Regions from separate parts of the Triticum aestivum genome. Here regions 2, 3 and 4 are each linked to region 1. Evidence: chromatin contacts called from public Hi-C data. All regions are on one chromosome and are shown on one strand. Each heading gives the region's core, a stretch centred on a gene start, on an enhancer-like site or on the middle of the called end of the contact. The rest is flanking DNA. Distances are from core to core; before and after follow the strand shown.

Region 1 (2,700 bases), core at 192-2,691:
AGCACAACTTTAACTTGGATTTTTAGAAATAAGATATAGTTTCATATATGCTGAGAGAACCTATCAATATTATGCCATCCTCGTTGACTCTAACAGAGTAAACATGAAAATTACTATGGTACAAAACTGCTGGCATGCACTGAAGTGTAGAACTACAGGTAATTGGTTCCGTCCAAATTTCACTAACAATTAAGAGAAGGAATAGACATAATCAATTTATTTGCCAGCCATAAGATAACAATTTAAGTGTGATTTGTCTAATAATTCATGTATGACAACAAATATATAGTATCAAGCCAAAATAATGATCCAACAGCTATATAAGGATCTAAATGGACCACAGCTGAGGACCATGGAAAATCATAATTAAAGGAACAACTTGATCCAAGATTCGAAAGTAGATCCCAGAAAGCTAGCAGACATGCTCTTTGTGCAATTTTGAAATGAAAACATAGCACAAAATAGTATGCTCATTAATTAACATTATGATGAGAACAGTTGGCAATGAAATGATGACAACTACCGTAGTTAAAAACTGCTAGCACACACTTTAGTGTACAGCAGTTCTGTAGATATTTAGTTCCATCAAAAAAGTTCTTAGTAGAGGATATTTAGTCCACAATATATAACAAAAGTTAGAAGTAAGGATCATGCAGCTATATGCATCTAAATAGAGCACAGCTGAGGACCATGAAACAACCACAATAAGAGGAACAGCTGGGCACAAGCTCCAAAAGTAGATCCAAGAAAGCTAGCAGACATATACAATTATACATGGCAGACACATCACAGATCTGAGCAGTCACCTAAAGGCCAAAAGATGCAGCCTATACCCACAAAAAAACACTATGAACAGACCATGGCCCGCCTCCAGCGTACCAAATCTAGCAGGAATACGACCGAAACCTCATCGTAACTGCTCACACATACTCGGCAGATCTGCCGAAGCAGAAGAGCTCGCACCAAGCGACGGGTCAACGGCTAAAACCTCGACATATTTCGCTGCTCCAAGCGACGGGTCAACGACGCGCGCATCTAGCAGCGACCACACATACAGAGAAAAAACAGATCTGGTGGGAGGGAAAGAGAGGGAGGGGGTGTGCTCACCGAAGACGGTGTTGATGGGGTTCATGGCGACCTGGTTCTTGGCGGCATCGCCGATGAGACGCTCCGAGTCGGTGAAGGCGACGTACGAGGGCGTGGTGCGGTTGCCCTGGTCGTTGGCGATGATCTCGACGCGGTCGTGCTGCCACACGCCGACGCACGAGTAGGTGGTGCCGAGGTCGATGCCGATGGCCGGCCCCTCGCCCTTGGTCGGCGCCATGGCTCTAGCTAGATCGAGAAGAAGGAAGCTAAGCTAGGACTAGGGTTAGGGTTTGAGGAGCCTTTGCGCAGCTGCTGGCGGCGGCTGCTGCGGACTCGGGAGAGGAGGAGGCAGCGAGGAGCGGGGCCGCTATTTATACAGTGGCGGGGGAGGAGCGGCTGTCTGAACCGGCGGAGGCGTGGCCCATACACAGCCCAGGAACTCTCCCGTGGGACCCAGCTGGCAGAGTTCAGCGCGATAAATGCGGTGCTACTTGGACTCTGACCCTCGGACGAGATGGTTTCGTAGCCTCTGTCGCTGCGGATGGGCCCTGCGGTTTTGAAGGTTTTGTGTGGGGCCGTGCTGCGGTGTCACGGGGTGGAAGTGGGGGAGTCGTTGGATTGTTTTGCAGATTCTCGCGTGTCGCCGGAGGGCAGGGGGGCGTGTCCGTTGGGAACCCGTGTGTGTCTCTAGTGGGAAAGCGTCTTCGGTCGGCGGTGGGTGTCACGATCTAGGCCGGACTATTCTGCGCGCCCCGGAGACGTTGGATCGTCATCGGACGGTTCAGAACTTCAGACCGGCCCGAAATATCTGTTTGTGTACGTGGATGTGATGGTTCAGTTTCAGATCTGAGAAAAGTGAACCTCCCACGAAGCAGACTCGAGAAGCTTCCGGCTTCTTCTCCGGCGATGTATTGTTTGTACCAAGTGACCCTTCCTAAAACTTAAATCTATCCACTAGCCCCAAAAAAACTTACAAAAAAGGCTCAGATTTTTATTAGGGGTTCGGCAGGAGCATCTCCATAGCCGCCTGATTAGCCACACGAATCCTAAAGCAAGCCTCCTCGCCACGTCACTGGTCGCGGTCCATTCGCTTGGAGTTGAGGCGGGAGCAAACCATTTTCTCGGGCGGCGTCATCCCACTTCCTACTCCGAGTTCTCCTCTCTCCCCTGCTCCACTCTTCCCACCCACGGCGACGGCTCATGTTCCAACAATTCCCACGACGAGGGTGCGTCGGCGTCCAACCTCGGAGTTGCTGGAGGCAAGGCACGCGGGTACCTGTACCCATTGTGACGGTGTCCTGGATAAGGGGAGACTAACTCAGCCGACCCGTTCTCCTCGAGTTGGGCCGGCAAGCCACCATTCGTGATCAAGATGGACACCGGAAAATCGTACGTAGGAGGCTTGTTCAAGACTACCTCCCCGAAGACTTGACGTATACTCCAGGATCTCTGCCGCCGCCTAGCTCATAGCTACCGACCTTCTAACCCTAAATACCCTCCCTGGCGTGTATATAAGCCATATGGTTTAGCCCATAGATGGGATATCAACGCAAAATCATTCACCTAGTCCTAGAATTAGACCACACATCACGATCTCAAGGTAGATCAACTATG
Region 2 (2,700 bases), core at 65-2,564, 350 kb after region 1:
CTTCAAGGTGTCCTGCCAACACCATTGAAGGGCTTTGCGAAACCAAGATTTCACCAAAAGCGTGAACTTCACCACGAGGTCCGCATAGGAACACCACATTATAGATGACCATCACCATCCAACAAAGTCAAACATGTGCCGTAAATAAAGGGCTCATGTCAAAGGCCATATGACTCTCGCAAGGGGTACAAAAATGAAAAATTTGTGGTTTCATGTGTGTTGTTGCCAAACACCCATCAACACCCTCAAGGAGTGCAACCAATGATAGGGGATATGAGTTGATTTGTGACGCCTTCAGAAAGGGAAGCAACGCCCATGGGCTACATCATAGCCGAGCTTACGCTCGGACGCACACCCTCTATCTTGAGCAGTTATGGGTACGGGGTTAGCATCAAAAGAGCCCTTAGCATGAAGAAACCTGACTGGAGCACATCCGAAGTTAGGAGGGCGATGAAGCGTTGTGATGATGACTTTAGGAAGTATGCAACACCCCGTGCATCGTCACCATGAAGACAGTTTGAGCCTTCAACATAACACCTCCCCATCCCTCATATTCGAGCATCAACAACAACCGACAGTCACCGCCACACTCTTTGCACACTGCGCAACACCACGAGTCGTGCACATAGTGCATGTCACTGGTCTTTTGTTATGGCTTCCGCTTCTCTTCGTGCCCACATATGGTTGGTGAACCTCGGCACAGTTCTTCGACCGTAATGCGTATCAAGCTCAATCGATCTTCGCCGAATTTGGCCCATGAGGCCATCGTACCCCCAGCCATCAAACAGAATGCCCCACTGTCGCCACAGGCCAGTGGTTGATGGGTGCGCCTCAATGCCGTCTAGGGCTACCTAGAAACAGCTAGGTTTCAACAAGGTGGTTTCAAATGAATGCGTTATGCAACCACCAGACGCCATCTACTTCCAATTACTATGTGATTCAATAAATATGACCACGACATCTACTTTCATTCCTACAACTGCGTTTTGCAAGTGAAACAAAATGGAACTTCGTTTTGCAAGTCGAACCAAAATGGGGCCCTTTCTCCCGGCACCACCGTTTCTCTAGAAGAACCAAAATGGGGCCCTCTCCTAAAAAAAACTGTCCTGTCCCCGTTGGGGAACGCGCCGCACCCGCAGCTGGAGATCCCTCCCACCCAGTCCCGGTCCCGGCTCACGAGTCCGCCGCCCCGCCCGCCGAATCCGCCGCCCTCCCTCCCCTCGCCAGCGCCGGAGAAGGGCCGTCCACACCTCCTCCCTCTCCGCCCACCGAACCCGCGACGCCTCCCCTCCCGTCCACTCTCCACCGCACAGGCGATCCGCCTTGGCCGCCGATCTCCTCGCTGGTATGGAATGGAAGCCCTGACGCAGCTCCCTCGGGTTTCCGAGAGCCTCGTGTTTGATTGCTCTCCTCGATACCGCATTTCGCCCCGTCGATCAGTCGGGGGTCTGATTTGGTTGTGTTAGTGGCAGCTCGTTTCCCCCAAAATTTCAGACGGATTAAACTGTACACGGTCCACTTTGGGTCCGCTACTGGGTTCTGCCGATTAGTGGGAGATTCTGCTGAATTTGGTTCTGTTCTAGTGGCCCTAGTAACGTTGACGCACAGTTAGTTGACCTTGGATAGTCTCGTCGCAAGTCGTGGGGAAATTGATAGCTGGAGTGTGTGTACTTAGATACTTTTCAACTAAGAAATTCCGAGAGTTCCTGGGTTCTAACTTGCAATAGTGCAGAAATGTTTTCTGTTTGTTGTACGGAAAGTTATTTACAAACCTATGGGAGCTCTTCCACATCAGATAGTACGTATGTTTTTAATTTGGTGCCATAGCTGGGAATACTCAGTAAGGATTATCCTGTTTTCCAGTTTAATTCTTCAGACATGTTCTGATTACTTTTCTAATACCACAAGCTGACATGATTTTTTCTGGCCATAACTGTACGCATATCTCCTCTCCCCTGGTCCATTTCCTGGTTGCTAGAGACACATTATTTGTAATTGTTGAAAGCTTTTCTGTCTGCAGCATGGAAATACTATTGAACAGTTAGAAAACTGACAGGAGTTAAACATCAAAAGATAAGGACTGTCATGTTTTGCAGTTTAATTCTTAATGCATGGTCTGATTGTTTACTTTTCTTATATCTCACGTCGTCATAAATTTGCTCCGATAACCGTATGCGGATTTGTTTTCCTGTTAGTTCCATTTCCTTCTTGTTACTTTGTTAGAGACACCTGCTTTGCAATTGCTGGTTGAGCTGATGGTAGTGCTAGAGGCAGATGGCAGGGCTCGTGATCTGATTCTGCTCGTGCTTTGTAGGAATGGCCAATTTTACTAAAAACTTCCAGTCTTCAAGCAAACCAGATGGTGAAAAGAAATACCAGGGTACATTGGTTGCTTCTCCAGCAAAGGCCATTTCACCAAAGACAATAAAGCATATTGTGCCAAAACAATTGACCTTGAGCAGGGAGTCAACAGGTCATGTGGCGTCGTTTTTGGTAAAGGTTATTGCTCTTGAGGTAGTGAGGAGGATTTCTAAAGCAAAATGTCCTTTTGTATGGAATTCTATTCAAGCACTGCAAGTTCTTGGATATCCTCCATTTAGGTGGATTCAAAGATGGGCACCACTCAAATTTGTTGTGCAAGGCATTCAGGTAATTTTATTCCTTAGCTCTTCAAGGCCTTGGATCTCTTGAAATGTCTGA
Region 3 (2,700 bases), core at 146-2,645, 300 kb before region 1:
CATAGACGCCCTCGCCGCCTTGTACTGCCTATGGTTGTTGATCTCCTTCTTGTCCGCAATCCACTTCTTTGCTTGTTCATCCAAGAGACTTTTTGTTTGCCAACATGATCTTCACATCCTTCGCACCCCGCGATTTGCAGCCTCTCCTTCTCAAGCTCAATTTTTCCAAATGTCCTGGCCTTCTCGAGCTCCCATTTGATCATCGCCTCTTGCTTCTCCAGCCCGATCTTCCGCCTCTCAATTTCCAGTTTCTTCTCCGGCCTCCAATCCCAATCCATCCTCTTCTTTTGCACATCCATCATGAGCTTGTACCTCACCTCTTTCTTGTTCTCCCTCATCGGGGCCGACGGTGAGGATGGGAGAGCAAGGGTGGTGGACGGCGAGGGCTCGGACGCAGAAAAGGTAGGAGGGAGGCGGCAGGAGGGGAAAGTATTTGGTGAATTTGGTGCAATTTATGGTGGGGTAGACCTGGCAGGCCCGACGTGGCGGAGGTGCCCGTGCGCACCCAGGCCTCTTATATTCGCCTCATATTTGGGTTAGATATGAGGGGTAGCCAGTCCGGGTGTTTGAGACGCCCATCTAGGTCGGATTTTTTTTTTACGGGTCACCGAATGAGCCGTCGTCCATCCGTGCGTCTGAGGCGTGCGGCTGTAGATACTCTTAGTCGACTGAGACTGAGATTTAGCAATATTGTACCAAGCCGATGATGGTAACCACGGTGTGGTGTGCGACCGGGACGCGCTCGCATTGCCCAAAGATTCCAGGTGCAACGTAGGCGGCAGCGCCACCACCCAGCACCAACCCACTGTGGATGGCGGGCGCCGTCGCGCGCGCAACGGCACGGCAACGACGTGCGACACCGACCCGAACAATCGCGAGCGGGGCACGGCGTGGCGTGGTGGGAAACGGCACGTCTCGCGTGCGGCGGCGCGCGCTCTAGCTATAGCTCGACCTGATGACGCGCCTACCATACCATATATGCACGTACGTAGGCGCGCCGCGCACGTTGCTGTCGCCCGTTTCGTGCCCGGCACGAGCACCTGATTGACCCGCGACGACGCAGGCAGCCAGCGCACGTACGTGGCGGCGCACCGACCGACGACGAGGCCGGCCACAGGCTGGTCCATCGATCGACGACGCCCCCATGGAAAAAGGGGCGCAGAGAGACCGACTGATTAAAGGCGCGTGCATGCATGATAAGTGTGACGATGATACAGAGATGATGCTGGCTGGCTGGCGGCCACACGCCTGACGTCGACCCCGTTATCGCCGGGCGGACGGGCGGGCGGTGGCCGGATATGATGGGGATTCGGGGCGAGGGACAGGGACGATCCGAATCTGTGGCCGGGCGCGGCCGGTCCACTGGTGGGGGCGGAGCAAGGGAGGCTTCTCCTTGACGCATCCTCGACCACGACTAAAGCGGGCACGCAGCGTCTCGTTCGTACCTACGTACATGTGGTCGAGACTGGAGAGAGCGTGTGTGCGATGATGATGTGTGCGCGCCCGCGCGACGTCCGAGAGAGATTCCGCTGTCAGTGTCAGCTCGCCGGCCCGGCCGAGGCAGCGACGGGACGGCGCCAAAGCTACGTAGTGCCACCCTAGGCGACCCCCCGGCTATCCCGGCGGCAGAAATCACTGTTCTGACCTGAGGACGAAATCAATTCACAAATTGAACTGTTCCGAAATTTTTTTTACCCAGCTAACCCTTTTATGGGGCGCCCGACATTTAGGCGCCACGCTATACCGTGCAGCGCCTAGATCTTAGGCGCCATGCTTCTGGCCAGCATGGCATCCCTGGACCCCGCACCAAGCAGTGCAGCGCCTTTGAGCTAGGCGCCACACACGTAATGTGCAGCGCCTAACAGCCAGACGCTGCACATGCACTTACTAACTGTCGCGGACATTTATTTCTAGTACCTGAAAATTACTAAGTCAGTGTGCAGCGCCTGACGTCTAGGCGCTGCACAATTAATCAACAAGGCGATGGGCGCGCGATGCTAGCTTGTGAGGTCGGAGCGGAGAGGGACCATGCATGTACATGTAAGGTCGGACCAAGCAAGCAAGGGCCAGCTTAAAACCTCTCGCTCTCTCCCATCCACCACGCCACCACCAAGTACAAGATGTAGTGCCACAGTGCCAATGACAGTTTGCCGCTAGCTGCTTGTGCAGTCGGGCATGCCTGGACCTGGCTAGCTAGCTTCCTCAACTATCCTGCAGCTGCATGCATGCTGGTCATGGTCAGCCTGGTGCTACTGCTAGCTAGCTAGCTCGCCATACATAGGTCGATCTTGCGTGTCCCAGGGATGACATAACTCTTGGCAGATTTAGGACTTAGGTACATATATGTACACACACGCATCGCATGCACGCGCATCTACTAGCTATATGGGCTTAAAGCTAGGCTAGCTAGAGACGGAAGACAAATTTCATTTCATTTCTTTTGGGTCTAGGCTTTCGTGCACAATGATCCGTAGCTGTCAGTGCCCATCGATCGATCAGCCGACCGAGTGGCCAAAGGGAGACGGGCGTACGTACGAGCTCGTGTGACTCCGTCTACCTACCAATCGACATCGTCCGGACTCTTGCTTGTTATGCATAGTGCAGTGCCTAGACGTCAGGTGCTACACTGTATAGTGTAGCGCCTAACTCTCAGGCGCTGCACACTGACTTGGCAATTTTTAGGCATCAGAAACAAATGTT
Region 4 (2,700 bases), core at 145-2,644, 370 kb after region 1:
TGAAGTCCTCATAGGTGGCCTCGCGCTCCCCAGTTTGGTCCACAATGACCTCCTTCTGGTTCTCCAGCCTGTAGGTTATGAAGCGGTGCATCCTCTTGGACTTGAGCTCCACGAACCTCAGCTTGCAGTCATCATGGATCCCAGCTCCTGACGAAGCGTTTGCCTGGGCGCATAAACAAAGTTACGATGGATATCATAGTTACACAGATAATGCAACCTCAATTCTGCTTGAACAACATCATAGACTCTTTAGTAAACATACAACTCAAGGAACCCCTTTGCGGATAGTCTTATATATCTTTTACTACATAAGTGGAAGAGAGCACTACCCCATTGGTGCTCGAAGCCAAATTTTACTACAATGTCATGAACCAGGAAATGAAATGGCAAAAGGATCAAGGTGTCACAGTCCAACAAAAGTTGAAATCAGGAGCTACGTATCCTAAATTTTGTTAATCTTCTGCACGGCATGGCAGACAGTTTTCAATTGCAACCACCTAAATCAGACTTATCCATCAACTTAACACACACTACCAGATCTCTCTCTATCCTTCTCCACCAACTAGCCTGGAACATGGATTAGCGATCTCTTGGAGACAAAACTGGCGCTCAATAGGTTGTAAATCATACTTTGGTGGCTCGGCGCCAGCGCTACCCACAGATGCACGGCATGGTCGGCAAGGGTTGCTAGCTAACAGGCAGATGCATGTTGACAACACAGATCAGCTGAGTATAGCCTGGATCTACCGATTACAAGTTCCTAAAACTAGGGATCCGAGCGGCCAGTCAACCCCTCCCCAGCCAAATCTCGTGCTACCGACCAAAACACGCGTTTCACCCAAGAGATTCGCGAGGAGAGCAGATGGGTTTCCCACGATCCGACCGCTGGCGACGCAGAAAAAGAGGTAAAGCAAGGGGAGGCCTCGGGTTCGTCCGATCCGGGCATCCCGTCAAGCACTTGCCTACCAGCGGCGAGATCGAGGACCCACGCACGTATCCACCCCGCGTGCAGAGGAAAATTGGACTAGGAGGGGGAGAGCGAGCGAGCGCCGATCTGCGGACAGGCGGCGAGATCGGCGCGCGGAGGCCGCAGGCGCGGCGTGGGGAGGGGGACTTACCATTGCCGAGCTCGGGAGGGGAGGGGAAAGGGGGGTGGGGGTGGATGGATTGCTGGGGGTGGAGAGAGTTGTGTGCTGCGTAGCTTGGAGTTGCTGCTCGCTCGCCTCGCCCGGCCCCCCTTTTGATGGGTGGAGTCGTCGGGGCGTCGCCTCGGGCTCCGTATGTGGTGCGCTCGTGGTCGGCCTTTTTTGCGGCCGCCTGCCCTGCGCACCTCCGTGGCCGCCGGATGGCGAGATGGGCGGGCGGGATTGCTCCCTACCCCGCGGCGTGACAAATCACCGCTTCTTGCGCGCTGCGACTGTCGTCTGGCCGCCTGGGTAAAAACGTACTACTGCTGCCAAAAAGAGACACATTTGCCTTACCCCCGTCCCGATGGTGTGTCTAGCATCATCGGTATACGTGTGAAGGTGTGTCTACGTGGATCTGTCCTTGGTGAATTTGCTCGGATCTGATTGTAATTCGTCTGCGTTTATGTGTTTTCAGGTTGGATCTTTCCAACCTACGCTATTCTTTATTGGCGACGGTTGTTGTTCTACGGTGCCTTAGCACGACGACTTTCTGACTGTCTACTACAACAAGTTTTGCTTGTAGTCGTTGCTAGATCATCTGTGGATGTGAATTTGTTTTTTCTTCATAGCTCATATTTCTTAATGTGTTTCGACTTGAAATTTTGCTGACAATAAAACATCACCCTCTTGACACCACTTTTTGTCGGCGTTCTGGGAACGGGAGTCCCCAGACTTGCCTGCCTGCGGCCCACGACGTGGCTCTGCAAACGGGCCCGTACGGCCCATCTTCACCAACAAGCATTCAAAACCCTCGCGAGGGGCCAAACCTCGCGAGGCGGACGACACAAGACCTCCTCGGAAGCGGCCTCGCCAGACTGGCCCGCGAGGGGCAGAGAGGTCAAGGCAAGGCAAACCCCGCGAGACTCCAATAACGTGAGCCATGACGATCGAGACCAGACGGGCGCCAGCGCGCACAGTATCCTTGTTTCCTCTTTGATGCTAAGGATGCAAGCGCAGACGAGGAGTACCGAGGCGTCAAGCAAAGGTTTTCATAATGGTACAACGAGATCAAGACCAGCAGGACGGCAAGACGGAGGTCACCATGAAGCCCAAGGCGGTGCCACCACCAGAGCCTTTGGCAGACGAAGACTGCTTTTGTCAGGATAACTTGTACTAGCTGTCCCCTTTCAAATTTATCGTTTTGGCATCCCTTCCCGCTCAATATTTGGGGAGAGGATCAGAGCCTCTATAAATAGGATTAGCCACCACAGTAGGAGGCAACTGAGCCTCAGCCATCTCATCTTGGATAGATCCAACCCGTCCTCACACCCACCAAGCACAAGAACACCTCACCTCATGAGGCTGTTCTTCCCCCTGTACTATTCATCCTCAGCCCGAGAGGCAATCCACCACACCACACTAGAGTAGGGGATTACACCACAATGGTGGCCCGAACCAGTATAAATCTTGTGTCCCTTGTGTGCGAGTTCGTTGAGCTTGCCTTTGAGATCGTGGCGAGGTTGATGGCATAGGTTGGTAGGGGGAGATCTTCGTGTGCACCCCAGTGTTCGGA

Evidence for each region. A called contact is a pair of places that touch in the nucleus more often than the background predicts.
Region 2: a contact with region 1 is called in a Hi-C map of leaf, with 3 times the contacts expected there. The contact joins the promoter of LOC123105667 here to the promoter of LOC542817 in region 1. A contact is called at or near these places in 3 of 5 Hi-C or Micro-C datasets (all in leaf) and 1 of 1 datasets of contacts at active chromatin or transcription factors (leaf).
Region 3: a Hi-C map of leaf shows a contact between it and region 1, with 3 times the contacts expected there. The contact joins the enhancer-like site here to the promoter of LOC542817 in region 1. A contact is called at or near these places in 1 of 5 Hi-C or Micro-C datasets (leaf) and 1 of 1 datasets of contacts at active chromatin or transcription factors (leaf).
Region 4: a Hi-C map of leaf shows a contact between it and region 1, with 5 times the contacts expected there. The contact joins the promoter of LOC123105663 here to the promoter of LOC542817 in region 1. A contact is called at or near these places in 2 of 5 Hi-C or Micro-C datasets (both in leaf).

Annotation. Positions count from the first base shown.
Region 1 is chr5A:654,030,510-654,033,209 of IWGSC CS RefSeq v2.1, reverse strand. It overlaps LOC542817 (heat shock cognate 70 kDa protein 2), which reads right to left and starts at 1,441. Exons shown (of 2, transcript XM_044527774.1): 1 at 1,108-1,441. The coding sequence starts at 1,324.
Region 2 is chr5A:653,676,047-653,678,746 of IWGSC CS RefSeq v2.1, reverse strand. It overlaps LOC123105667 (SEC14-like protein 1), which reads left to right and starts at 1,314. Exons shown (of 7, transcript XM_044527773.1): 1 at 1,314-1,345; 2 at 2,315-2,649. The coding sequence starts at 2,317.
Region 3 is chr5A:654,332,421-654,335,120 of IWGSC CS RefSeq v2.1, reverse strand. No RefSeq gene overlaps it. Among protein-coding and RNA genes, the nearest start is that of LOC123105668, 14 kb to the right of the region's middle. Within about 2 kb of position 1,395, at least 3 of the 8 cell types and tissues checked have an H3K27ac peak or open chromatin away from gene starts, as enhancers often do. A contact at or near this core is called in leaf, where this site is marked.
Region 4 is chr5A:653,656,166-653,658,865 of IWGSC CS RefSeq v2.1, reverse strand. LOC123105663 (actin-depolymerizing factor 4) reads right to left here and starts at 1,394. Exons shown (of 3, transcript XM_044527771.1): 1 at 1,119-1,394; 2 at 1-163. The coding sequence starts at 1,121.